Regions from separate parts of the Mus musculus genome. Here all the other regions are linked to region 2. The links are chromatin contacts, called in public Hi-C maps. All regions are on one chromosome and are shown on one strand. The core of a region is the stretch at or near the end of the contact, and the rest is flanking DNA. Distances in the headings are between cores, read along the strand shown.

The links. Hi-C and Micro-C count contacts between places; a contact is called where the count stands out from the background.
Region 1: a Hi-C map of forebrain shows a contact between it and region 2, with 4 times the contacts expected there. The contact joins two enhancer-like sites. A contact is called at or near these places in 1 of 15 datasets of contacts at CTCF or cohesin (the NIH/3T3 cell line), 2 of 484 Hi-C or Micro-C datasets (forebrain and nephron progenitors), 1 of 115 datasets of contacts at active chromatin or transcription factors (pancreatic cancer cells) and 1 of 9 other capture datasets (embryonic stem cells).
Region 3: a Hi-C map of cerebellum shows a contact between it and region 2, with 2.0 times the contacts expected there. The contact joins two enhancer-like sites. A contact is called at or near these places in 2 of 15 datasets of contacts at CTCF or cohesin (both in the NIH/3T3 cell line), 1 of 484 Hi-C or Micro-C datasets (cerebellum), 1 of 115 datasets of contacts at active chromatin or transcription factors (embryonic basal ganglia) and 1 of 9 other capture datasets (embryonic stem cells).

The regions. Positions count from the first base shown.
Region 1 is chr9:34,710,926-34,714,567 of GRCm38.p6, reverse strand. All of the region lies in intron 1 of Kirrel3 (kirre like nephrin family adhesion molecule 3), which reads right to left. Among named protein-coding and RNA genes, the nearest start is that of Gm33561, 140 kb to the left of the region's middle. Within about 2 kb of position 2,332, at least 16 of the 459 cell types and tissues checked have an H3K27ac peak or open chromatin away from gene starts, as enhancers often do. A contact at or near this core is called in forebrain, where this site is marked.
Region 2 is chr9:35,015,726-35,019,188 of GRCm38.p6, reverse strand. Kirrel3 (kirre like nephrin family adhesion molecule 3) reads right to left here. Exons shown (of 17, transcript NM_001190911.1): 10 at 2,641-2,767. Among named protein-coding and RNA genes, the nearest start is that of Kirrel3os, 9.8 kb to the right of the region's middle. Within about 2 kb of position 1,433, at least 79 of the 459 cell types and tissues checked have an H3K27ac peak or open chromatin away from gene starts, as enhancers often do. A contact at or near this core is called in cerebellum and forebrain, where this site is marked.
Region 3 is chr9:34,611,207-34,614,948 of GRCm38.p6, reverse strand. The region is part of intron 1 of Kirrel3 (kirre like nephrin family adhesion molecule 3); the gene reads right to left. Among named protein-coding and RNA genes, the nearest start is that of Kirrel3, 120 kb to the right of the region's middle. Within about 2 kb of position 1,943, at least 2 of the 459 cell types and tissues checked have an H3K27ac peak or open chromatin away from gene starts, as enhancers often do. A contact at or near this core is called in cerebellum, where this site is marked.

The DNA.
Region 1 (3,642 bases), core at 1,083-3,582, 310 kb after region 2:
GAAGAGGAGGGTAGGAGGCAGGGAGGGAAGACAGGGAAGGGGGGAAGAAGGGAGAGAGGAGAGAGTGTGTCAGTGCCAACCTTTGATTTTGTAGCCTTTCATAGAAATATTCACTCACACTCAGTTGTTCCTAGCTGAGCAAAAGTGTCATTAACTGACTGGCAATAAAGCTTGAGCTCTTTTATACCATATCATTCATTTAGGGTGGCAGTTTCCGACACATCAGGAGACTTCTGTTTTAATCACCGATTATGTATTTGGCCAATAACGCTCATATTGTTAACATTAATATATACATATTTATAACTCAATGAAGCTAGACACAATTAAGTAGAAATGTTCAAATTAACAATGATGATAATCATTCAAAATGAGATTCCCCTGATGTCTTCCAGCATCACTGATCTACCCCAACCCTGCCATGGAAACTGTGAGCAGCAGTGATGTTGCTCTGCCTACCCTTATTTAAACATAAAGCCTTTAAAGTGGTCTGTTGGATGTAACAAATGATACGTAGACAGATAATTAATATCTGTATTGTATTGTATGGAAGGTCAATTGTATTCAGACACCTTCAGTTATGGGGGAGTTCTTGAAGCTGTAGAGATTTCTGAGAGTTCAAGGACGGGGCATACACTATGCAGTATGTTGGGTCCTCTGGAAGGCCTGGTCTTGAGACGATTAGACCAACAACTGACTAAGACCAGGACAGATGTATTATGGTTCAAGCCCATGGAATGCCTGTGGCAGCATCTCACATCCCTGGAAGAGAGTGTCACCATCTGCTCATGTTGGCTTCAGCCACTGAATGCAACAGGCTCCCCCAGGAGGTGGGGGCTGCAGATCCAAAAGCAGAGGGGGAGATAAGGCAAAAATAAAACCTTTGGTTTGGGTCACTCTGACACCTGCCTCTGTCTGCCCCCTCCTCACCGTGTGCCAGCGCAGCCATCTCCTTCCTTGGCTCTGAGCAGCATACATTCCAAATTCAGCTTGGAGCACATCCCCTGGTCCCTGCCAAATTCTCTGGTGGCATCCTGTGTTTTTGCTCCCCAGTTAGATCACAAGCTTCTTAAAGGATATACGTCACCTCCTTTTGCTCCTAACATATGAAGAGGTTCTGAGTAGGTTCTTGGGAAAGAGGGGCTCTGCAGATAATCCTCCAGACACTGGGCAGGGAAACTGATGGTGCTATGGATTGAGTTCATGTTGGACTGTACTCTGTTTTTTGACACGATCCTTGCCTGAGCTCAGGACATTGGTTTCCTTGGCTTCCTGGCCAGATACATTCACTGAGACTTAGGGGTCTGCCCTGTGACAAATGTGGCTCCCGTTCTCACATTTTGCTATGCCGTGTTACACACATCATTTCTAAGCCTCTCGGAAGCCCAGGCATTTCAGAGCATTGGCAATCAAGCATAAAGTTCTGGGGCAAGCTGTGAAATCTCTGAAATGAAAATCAATTCCATCTCCATTTCATGGAGACTAATGTGGCATTTACAACATAAACAATCACTTCTGTTAGGGAGGAAAATTAAAAGCTGTGCTACATAAAGGCACAATGTTTAAGGTTCTGCTGGAAATGAGCACTTGGCTTTGAGATGATTACAAAGGGAGTTGGAAAAAGAAAGAAAAAAGAAGAAGAAAAGAAGAAAGAAAAGATCTGGCCACAACCGTTCAGAAGTGTAGCGGTTTCATAATACAAATTTTCTGACTTAAAACATTGGCCTCAGCTTAGATCTCAAGGGAAAAACAGAAACCCCGGACACTTCCTAAGCAGGCAGAGGTGGTCAAGGGCGTGTGAATGTCATGTCCATCACTTTTGCCACTGGCCTAAGACACAGGGATATTTCCCTTGGAAAAAAAGCTTCAAGATCTTCAGAAAGAGAAAGTCAGAAGTTCAAGTCCAAAGCATCTTAGGTCTTAAGATTCCTTGACCTGGCGCCATTTTTATCCTATCCTTTCCCAGATTGCTATGCAGCATCCCTCCAGATGCTGTGTGCACAATACCAAACTTACAAACTGAGATAAAAATTAAAGGCAGTGAAAACAAAAGAACTCTTCCAAGTTAAAAACCAAACTAAAGAAAACAATAACTGGATTTGAGCTCAGTTTTACCACTCGCTGAGTCAGGGACTCTAGGCAAGACTCCCAACCTCTAAGGGCTGGTTCCTCATCTGCAAAGAGAGATATTAGGTCATGTGATCTCCAAAGGAGACCATCTGTAGGACTTTTATCATTTTCTTATTCTGCATTTAAGACTGCAAACAACCACTCAGTTGGCCTCATTTGCAAGGGTGGTGGAGAAAAGATACAAGCTGTTGCCAATCAGGAGTTGCTCATTTGCATAATGACTGATTCACTAATTAGCCAGAAAGACTTCCAGTACAGTCACACAGGAAGGCAAAGGCTCTCCTGCTGTGACGTTATTTAAGGGAGCCCCTGGCTTTGGCTATTAGGACTCTCAAAGCACTAGCCAGTAACTAACTGGCTTTCCTGTAAAACTGCCTCAGCAATTAAGAACATTAACATAAAGGAATCTTTCTCAATTAGCTATTTTTAGAGTGGGCAGGGAACACTGTCTTAGGTTTTTTTAGGCATTTTTTATAATAGTGCTGTTTTTTTTTTGTATTGTCACCATCAATACACCGTTTTTTATTCTACTTTTTGCTCTGCATCAAATAATTTGTAGTAATCTTATCATATGGGGTAGGGATTTTCACACCGTCTGAAGAGAAGTCAGATGACTTTCTGATAAAAGCAGACCGTGTTAATGTCAACCTGAATGTGGGACAACCCAGGCTACGGATGTTACATATGTACCAGCCAATCTTCTCATCACACATCTTGATTTGACTTGATCAAAAGAAGCAATCTGTGTGACATTCCCTCCCCTCTCCCTACCAATGTTACTAATCACCTTTTCAGGATAGGTGAAGAACACTGTAGAAATTGCTTGCCATAGCCCCCTAATGCTAATCACTTACTAACATCTGAATTCTGACTGGAGACCTTACAGGATAAGGTAGGCAAACAGTGTCAGTGCACAGAACTATTATTTACCAGTGTCAAAAATAACTATCTGATTTACATAACTGTGGGGCGAGATGACAACTTCTCTCTCAAACTGCTTCTGCAGCAGAAAAAAGAAAAGAAAAGAAAGCAAAAGGAAAGAAAAACCCTTTGGCAGATATGAAGGTATGTCATCATTATTATTTTTTTTAACTCACAAAATGGAATGGGACTGGTTGGGATTAGGTGCCTGAGCACTGAATTGGAGAAGGAAAAGACAAACAAACAAACAAACAAACAAACAACCTCAACAAAAACATAAACCAAACTATTTAAAAGGTATGGTTTGCAAAACACATTTGAGTTTGTCAGCTGCTGTCTTGTGTAAGACACTGGCCTCCAGAGTGGGTTTAATGTACTTCAAGGGACCTGTTTGACTTTCTGGGGGTACATAGACAAGCCGTTGTAGATTTTAATTCTACCATTCCTATTGTGTTGATAGTACTTTAAAAAATATACATCTTTACAATTGGAGTACATATATATGCATTGCAGAGAAATGTGTATATCCTAGATGTAGGTTGGATTTTTTTTTTCTATTAGTGGTCAGTGATAAATGAGAAGTCTTTGGAG
Region 2 (3,463 bases), core at 184-2,683:
GTGATCCCAGTCCCTGGGGTGATGGTTGGGATTTAGACCTCAGGAAAGATGGCTAAGAGGGAGAGATCCTGAGAAGAGGCAAAATTATGCTGGAAACAAAACAAAAATTGCCGCAAACATAATTGCTGTTTATTAACCACCTTAATTAAAACAGATTTGCATTTCTATGAGTGGTTCTCAGCCAAGGGGAAAAACAGGTATTGGGAGAGATGGCTTCTGAGTTCGGAATGGGAATAGCTCTGTCTGATGCACAGATATGGGAGACCTCAAGGTAAGAGCTTTGTCCACAGAAGGCTTTAGAAGTGGGCTGAAGCTGGCTTTCCTCCCCAGAGTTCCTCTACTCCAAGAAGCCGTTGGCTTCGAGCCACAGCGACTACATTCTGTGGCACCTGGGTGATGCTTTGCTTTGCAGCTGGGGTAAGTGATGATACCATAAAGAATCTTTTCCTTTCATTTCCCAGGAACTAGGAATCCCCAGGGGGTTCATGGGTCTCTAAAAGCTGTCAACAAATACATATACTTTTTTTTTTTTGGCTTCTTGAAAGAAAACCAAAAAACTAGGATAAAGGAAAGCAGGCTCGGAGAACCAATGGGTAATTGGCAGCTATCTTCCCCTTCCTCCTGGTACCTGCTTTGATCCAGCTCAGATTATAGTGGTGCCAATTCATTTCCCAAGGCCACAGGTCTGGCTGTCACTCACAGGAGGAGGGCTGTGAGATGGGTGTGTTCTAGACGCCAGGGCCGCCGGCTACCACCTCACCACCCCTCCACCCGTTCTCCAAATACAGGCAGGATAGACAGTTCCCAGCTCTTGTGGTGGCTGGCATGTTCCTCTCTTTGCATCATTTTTTTCTAGGTCCCAGTCACACAGTGACTAGCAGAGAATAAGCAAGGGGCAGTTCCCTTCCTCCTGATGATTCCTTCAGCCGTTCTCTACCCAGCAGCCCAGGGAAGCCATGCAGGGTGTGGGGGAAAAATGGACAGAATAACTGTTGGCTGGATGCCAGAGCCTAGGCTGGAATGTGGGTCCTTCTGAGGGGTGTGTGTGTGTGTGTGTGTGTGTGTGTGTGTGTGTGTTTCCCAGGAGCAAAGGAAGATTTCCCCCCCCCCCCAAAGTCTTTTTAAGTTCCCAATAAGAAATGCCTGAATGTCTTAAAGCAACAGTAAAAACGCCAGCCCCTCCTTCCTTTCCCTTAGACACAAGGATGCTCAGTTAGTAGCTCCAGGCAAGTGTGTGTCTGAGGGTCCCGAGCCTTGGAGGGAGGGGGGGTCACAGCTGACAACAGGCATGGCAGCTTGGCTCCTCAGCGCCCTCCCCAGAGCGGGCAGTGGGGAGGGTTGCCGATTTCACTGTGGCCTGGCGCGCTGAGCGGAGTGTCAGACACAGGCGCGGCAGGAAAAGGCTGCAGCCTGTGTTGCCATGGATATACCGAGGCGCGATCAGATGCTGTTATTTTTAGCCCTGCAGTGCCAATTTATTGGTGGCATCCTGGGGACACACAGGAAAGGCAGGAGGGCTTGGGAGTCTGGGTTCTGCCAGGGAGAGGTGACGTGTGAATGCTCTGCTGTCTGGTTAGCTGGAGTAGATTGACCATGTCTCTGCAGCAGTTGCCCTTCTGGAAAGAGAAGAGGAACCACTGGGCAGGAGCTGAGTAATGGGGACAGCGCAGGGATGCTGAAGAGACATCAAGCTGAGCTTGGTTTTTTCCACAAAGAAGGAGAAGAGATGAATTTGTCTGTGGGTGGCTTTCTGCATTGAGATATAGTCACTTTGGATCATTTTCAGAATTTGCCTCACACCCTGCTCTCGGGCCAGGACCCTGAAGCCTCACACAAGGACCTGAAGCTCAGGAGTTTGACCTGAGGCAGCACACAGCAGTGCACAGTGGTGGTGGTGGGGTTTAGGCCTTGGCGTTTCTCACTCCTATAAAAAGGCAACCCTGATTTCTGACCATAGCTCAAGTGTGCACTTGCACTGTACCAGGATCTTGAAACTTCCATCTTGCTGCCAGACTTCTTGAGTCTGTCCTGCATTGGTTCTAGCTGTCTTATGGGCACCTTCCTCTCAGCATCCAGGTCTGGTCTGACACTACCACCCCTCAGTGTTTGACAGGCAGTCGTCAATGAACTCCCACTATGAGCGCACTTTCCTGCTGTGGCTACGTTCACTGTGTATGAAAAGACATGCTCCCTGACCTCAGGAGGGCACTGTAGGCCTGGTCTTTGGGGAGGGTGACATGTCTCTCTGCCTGGGCAGCCCAAATATAACAGGAAGTGGGTGATCATGAGAAGTGAGAGGTGTGCCCTTAATCTCCCCATGAACCTTGTCAGGGGCCTTGGGTGACAAGGTAGATAAAGGAATGTGGTCACCCTCTGACCTCCTTTTCTTAGCCATGATAAAATCCACCACCTCTCATACACGTCTACTGAGATCCGTTGGAAGGCACTGAAAAGGAGGAAAGGATCCACAAACTTACCAGCTTGCCTTTACCTCCACAGACAGATAGAATGCTGTGTTAGGGGCACCCATGCCTAGCGTCAGTGACCTCCCCTTTGGGAACAACATCTGCTACCAAGATGCCTTGGGACTCTCCCCTCCTTCCAATTCCCCACTCCCATTTTGGTGTTTGGGGCTCTTACCATTGACAGTCAAGGTCACCTCTCTCTCCCCAGCTCCTACCCGGGGCACCACAGCCCGGCACACGTACTTCCCAGCATCCTCTTGGCGGACAGATTTGAGGGTTAGGGTCTTTTCATTGCTCAGGACCTAGGAAGAGGGAGAGGGATCAGATAGAAAGAGTAAGGGAAGGCTTTCTCTAACTGGGGTAGATTGCAGACACAGATTCCAGCATCTCTTTAAACACCAAGGTGAAGTGAGAGTTAAGAGATAGATAGTGCCATTAAGGCTTTGAGAGGACACACACACACACACACACACACACACACACACACACATGGAGACCTCCTTTCCAGATGCAGGCTATGGGCATAGTGCACAGTGGTGGCAGGAATGTGACAGTCACTAACCAAGGATCCATGGCTTCTTCATACGGAGAGAAGGATGCTGCTAGGTACCCTTCTGTCACCTCCCAGCTCCTCATGGGTGAATTTATCCCAAAACTGAATGTGGAGGGTCCTTGAATCTAGGTCTTCTGAGTCATTTTTAGCATCCTCTTGGGAGCTAACTGGAGGCAATGATATTAGCTAGTCTTGGAAACTAGCTATTCCTGTCTCCAGCACTAAATACCTGTATGGTATTGGTCAGTTACTGACTGTCTCAAAGGCTCGTCCATCTCAAGGGGGCATTGGCACCACCTGAACCCCAGCTGTAGTGTGAGCACACAATAGACTATCCAAAGGTTGGTTCCTTCTGCCTAACCACAAAACACAGTGCTGAGATTAAAGGTAATGCTTTTGTTGACTTTTTTTTCCAGGATAGAATTTCTTTTTGTCGCCATGGCTG
Region 3 (3,742 bases), core at 694-3,193, 400 kb after region 2:
AAAGGCATTAGTCCCATTTACCAGGGCCCCACCTTTATGGATAGATCACTTCCTTAAGGCCCTGGCTCCTCACACTGTCCTCTCAGGGGTTAGATTTTAACAAGGGGCTTTGGGGAAGCAGAATAATGCAGGCACGCGGCCTTTAGCATCTAACCCAGGAATCTGCTATGGCAAACATGGGAGGCTCTCTCTGCCTAAGGACAGATTTTCTATTAGGAAAGAACTGAAATCCTAGGGAGTTAATTCCTCAGAGATACCCCTAGTGAGTGATAGATGAGAATGATGGATGAATATGGCTTCCATGCCCCTTGGTGGAATGGCTCTGAGGTCTGTTCTGAGCAAAGTTAAGCCTTGCTTTCAGATAGTGACTTGTTAGTAACGATCTTTTCATTGGCTGGCCAAGCTTCATACCTGTTTGCCTTCCCGCCCTCCTGCAGTTTGTTCAGGGGTCACCTGTATGAACATCTTGGCACGGGAGTCATGGGGTCTGTCTCTGGAAGCAGGAACTAGCATAGGGAATTGTAGTCTATTAATTATAGAGGTAGGCATGTTTATTAATAGCTAATTTCCCCCAATTGAGCTATAGGGTCCTGCTCAAGTACTATAAACCAGATCCACATGCTTCCAGCAGCTTAGGTGCTCACCCACTGTGAGTGGACTGGATCCCTCCTGTGGTACACTCATCATGCTATTTGGATTATTTACCTATTTCTTTTATCCCATTCCAACCAGTATTTTAAAGACCCGGGAAGCAGGGACTGTGTCACACTGAGTCGTTACTGTAGATCCCTTTTGCAGAATGGTGCTAGGTAAGTCATCTTGAAAACTGATTCCCGCCACACAAAGGCAAGCTAGTCCCATCCCCTCACTACTTTCTAAGCGATGAAGATCAGTTTCCAGAGCTACAGTGTTCTTTAGGGTTTTGTACTGGGCTCATTGCTTTGTTGATCTTTGAGTGACCTTTCAAACAGTCTCTTGAGTACCTCTGGAACCCATTTCAAACATTCTTTCAGAGGAGCTTGAGCCTCATTGGGTCTCTGTACAGCCTGGTGCTCAACGGGGCTGAAGCAGTTAATTAATGAGCAGGGTGAGTGCAGAGCTAGTAGGTAACACAGGTGTTGATACTCTGGGTGGGACTCTTGTCTGTAATGCATCGCCACAGTCCATCAGTCCATGATGTGTCTGCCACCATTTCCTACCCTTTTCTATTCTGGACTGCCTTTGTCATTCTGCAACATTGTGACCACACTGAGAAACCTCCTCCAAATGCTGGACTGTCTGGGCTACACACTCCATTGTTGATCCATAAGGTAGCTGGCCACTGTAGAGGGTGTAATTACTGAATGTGACACCTGAGCCAAACTGGTTTCTAATGCTGAGGCCAGCTGGAGGCCCCATCCAGGCAAATGACTGCCACTCAGAGATGCCTGGGTCACAACCAAACTGCTACCCAGGTCCGCAGGCTTCTCCTTCTGGTTTCCATTTTGGACTTTAGAGATGCCAATCTCTTGGAAGGCAAATCTTTTGTGATAAATCAGAGGCCACATTGGAAGAGGCAAATGACTTAGTTGAGTGCAGGCTCCTGGCCAGTTCATGTCACCATAGTCTTGGCTGGCCCTCCTGGCTCTAATAAAGCTGCGTGGTGCCAGGCTTGGCAGGCCCCAAACTAGACGGACAGATGCTCCCTCCAAACTACCTATGCATTTGCATAGATCATCTGGGAAGGTGGCATCGATCAGGTGTGTAGGAACTCTAAGAGGCCTCAAGGCTTGCTCCCCTCCTGCCACCCCAGAGGAGGAGAGCTACCCTGAGCTCACTGAGGCATACCCTCTGCCACCTGCGTATTTGCCAAAGAAGATGTTCAGTGGAGACATTGGCACACGGCTCACCAAATGGGAAAGTCTGCAGTCAACAAAAGCAGGCTGGCTGCCATCACACTGTGCCCATCACCACACCATCCATGTGCTGTGGAAACTGGGAAAGATATTCTCTGCATAGGGAAAGGTTGGACCAGAACTGTTCTACTTGGCCTCAAGCAGCAAAGAGCTCATTTCTCCAAACAGGAAGCCCACTCAGACCCTGGAAGCTGGCCTAGCATGGGCTCTGGAGCCAGGGGCAGACTTCAAGAGCATCCACGAAGACCTGCTTGATAAAAGAAGCAGATGATGTCTAAAAAACCACCCAAATGGACTTTTTCCCAATCAATCCATCCCGACAACAGCTGTGCGCTGCCACTCGGGGAAAATGCGGAACTATTGCACCGTGTGCGTGCGCTGACTTCCGGGTTTGGGCTGCATGTTCCTAGGAAAGAAGAATGAACCAAGACCGGCATTTTCTCCAACCATTTGTAAATGAGCCCAGCATACATGGAGAGTTCTGCCCGGTGAGAATGGAAGCCATCTTTACCTTTCTCACACATGTTTCTCAAAGGTCTGGATGCTGGAAACGTGCATGAATAAAGATTCCTTTGTTGTCTATGTTTGAGGAGTTTGCACCACCACCACCACCCCCCCCCCCCCCGCCCCGACACCTGCTATCAGGGAGCAGAAGAGGAAACATGGCTGTCTGTCTTGTAGTTATTGGGCTGGGCTGCCCAGACCTCCAGTCGCTGCTGTGCACTTTACAGAGCACTGACATTGCCCCCTAAGAAGTTCAGGCCTTGACTCCTTTGAGCAGGACTCAGCTCTCTTTGGTTTCTTCCTATCACCTCTCTCCCACCCATGGGTTCCATTTTCCTCAGAATGTGTCCTAATGCTGCCGGAATGGTTCTGAATATGAATGACAAAGTCATTTGGATACAGTTTGCTCTGTATTTTCTTGGCGTGCTGAAACAATACCAGAATGACAACAACACTCGAAACTAAGGCCTCTTCTCAGGCAGACCTCTTACGCAACCTAGGTGAGGGCCAGTGCTCACTGGCCTATACCAAGGTCTTAAACAGCCCAGAGGTCACACCTGCCTCACATAATCAACTGAACGGGGAAGTAAAAGCTGCCTGCTCTGGCAATGGCATGCAGCCTCACGTGTAAATTAACAAATCTCTCCCAGAACCCAGAACAGATACATCTTTGTTCAGCCAAAGAACTTGGGTATAAATTGTAGCTTTTTAGGACGTCTCTGTCAAAAGTGTAATATATCACAGAATAGTGGATACAAGTTCAAAAGTACATATAATAATATAATTAAGATAGCTTGACAAGAATGTATTTTAAAAGTATAAAATACCTGCAGGTGTAATAGCTTCATAAAGTCTGTCAGATTTACCTCTGCTGTGAAGAAATTTAAAATGTTTTACTTTAATGTGATGCAAATGAAGGCTGAGCTATGCATATAACACACTCCTTAAAAAATAGGTAGTGGGAAAAGAATAAAAGTCAGATCCAGGCCAAACAAGACATTCACGTTTGCAGGCAACTGGATAATAGATCAAGCAAACAGATTAGGGAGTGACGCTGAGCTGTTTGTAGAAAACACCAATTTCACATTTCCCTCCCTTGCTGGCTACAGGAAAAGTACCTGTTTTTATTCAAAATTAATGATTCCCTCTGTACATTTTTCTTTCTGCTCAAAAGATCCAAACATAATTCTTTTTTAAAGGCAAAGGCAATTTTTATATAATTACTTGCTCATAGAAAATTATTTTTCAATATGCTAGAAGCTTAGGCAAGGAACGAGTCCCACAAAACACATAGGCTGCCAGGACACCTCTCCAGGCTCCAGGACCTGCTCCCTAAAAGGAGA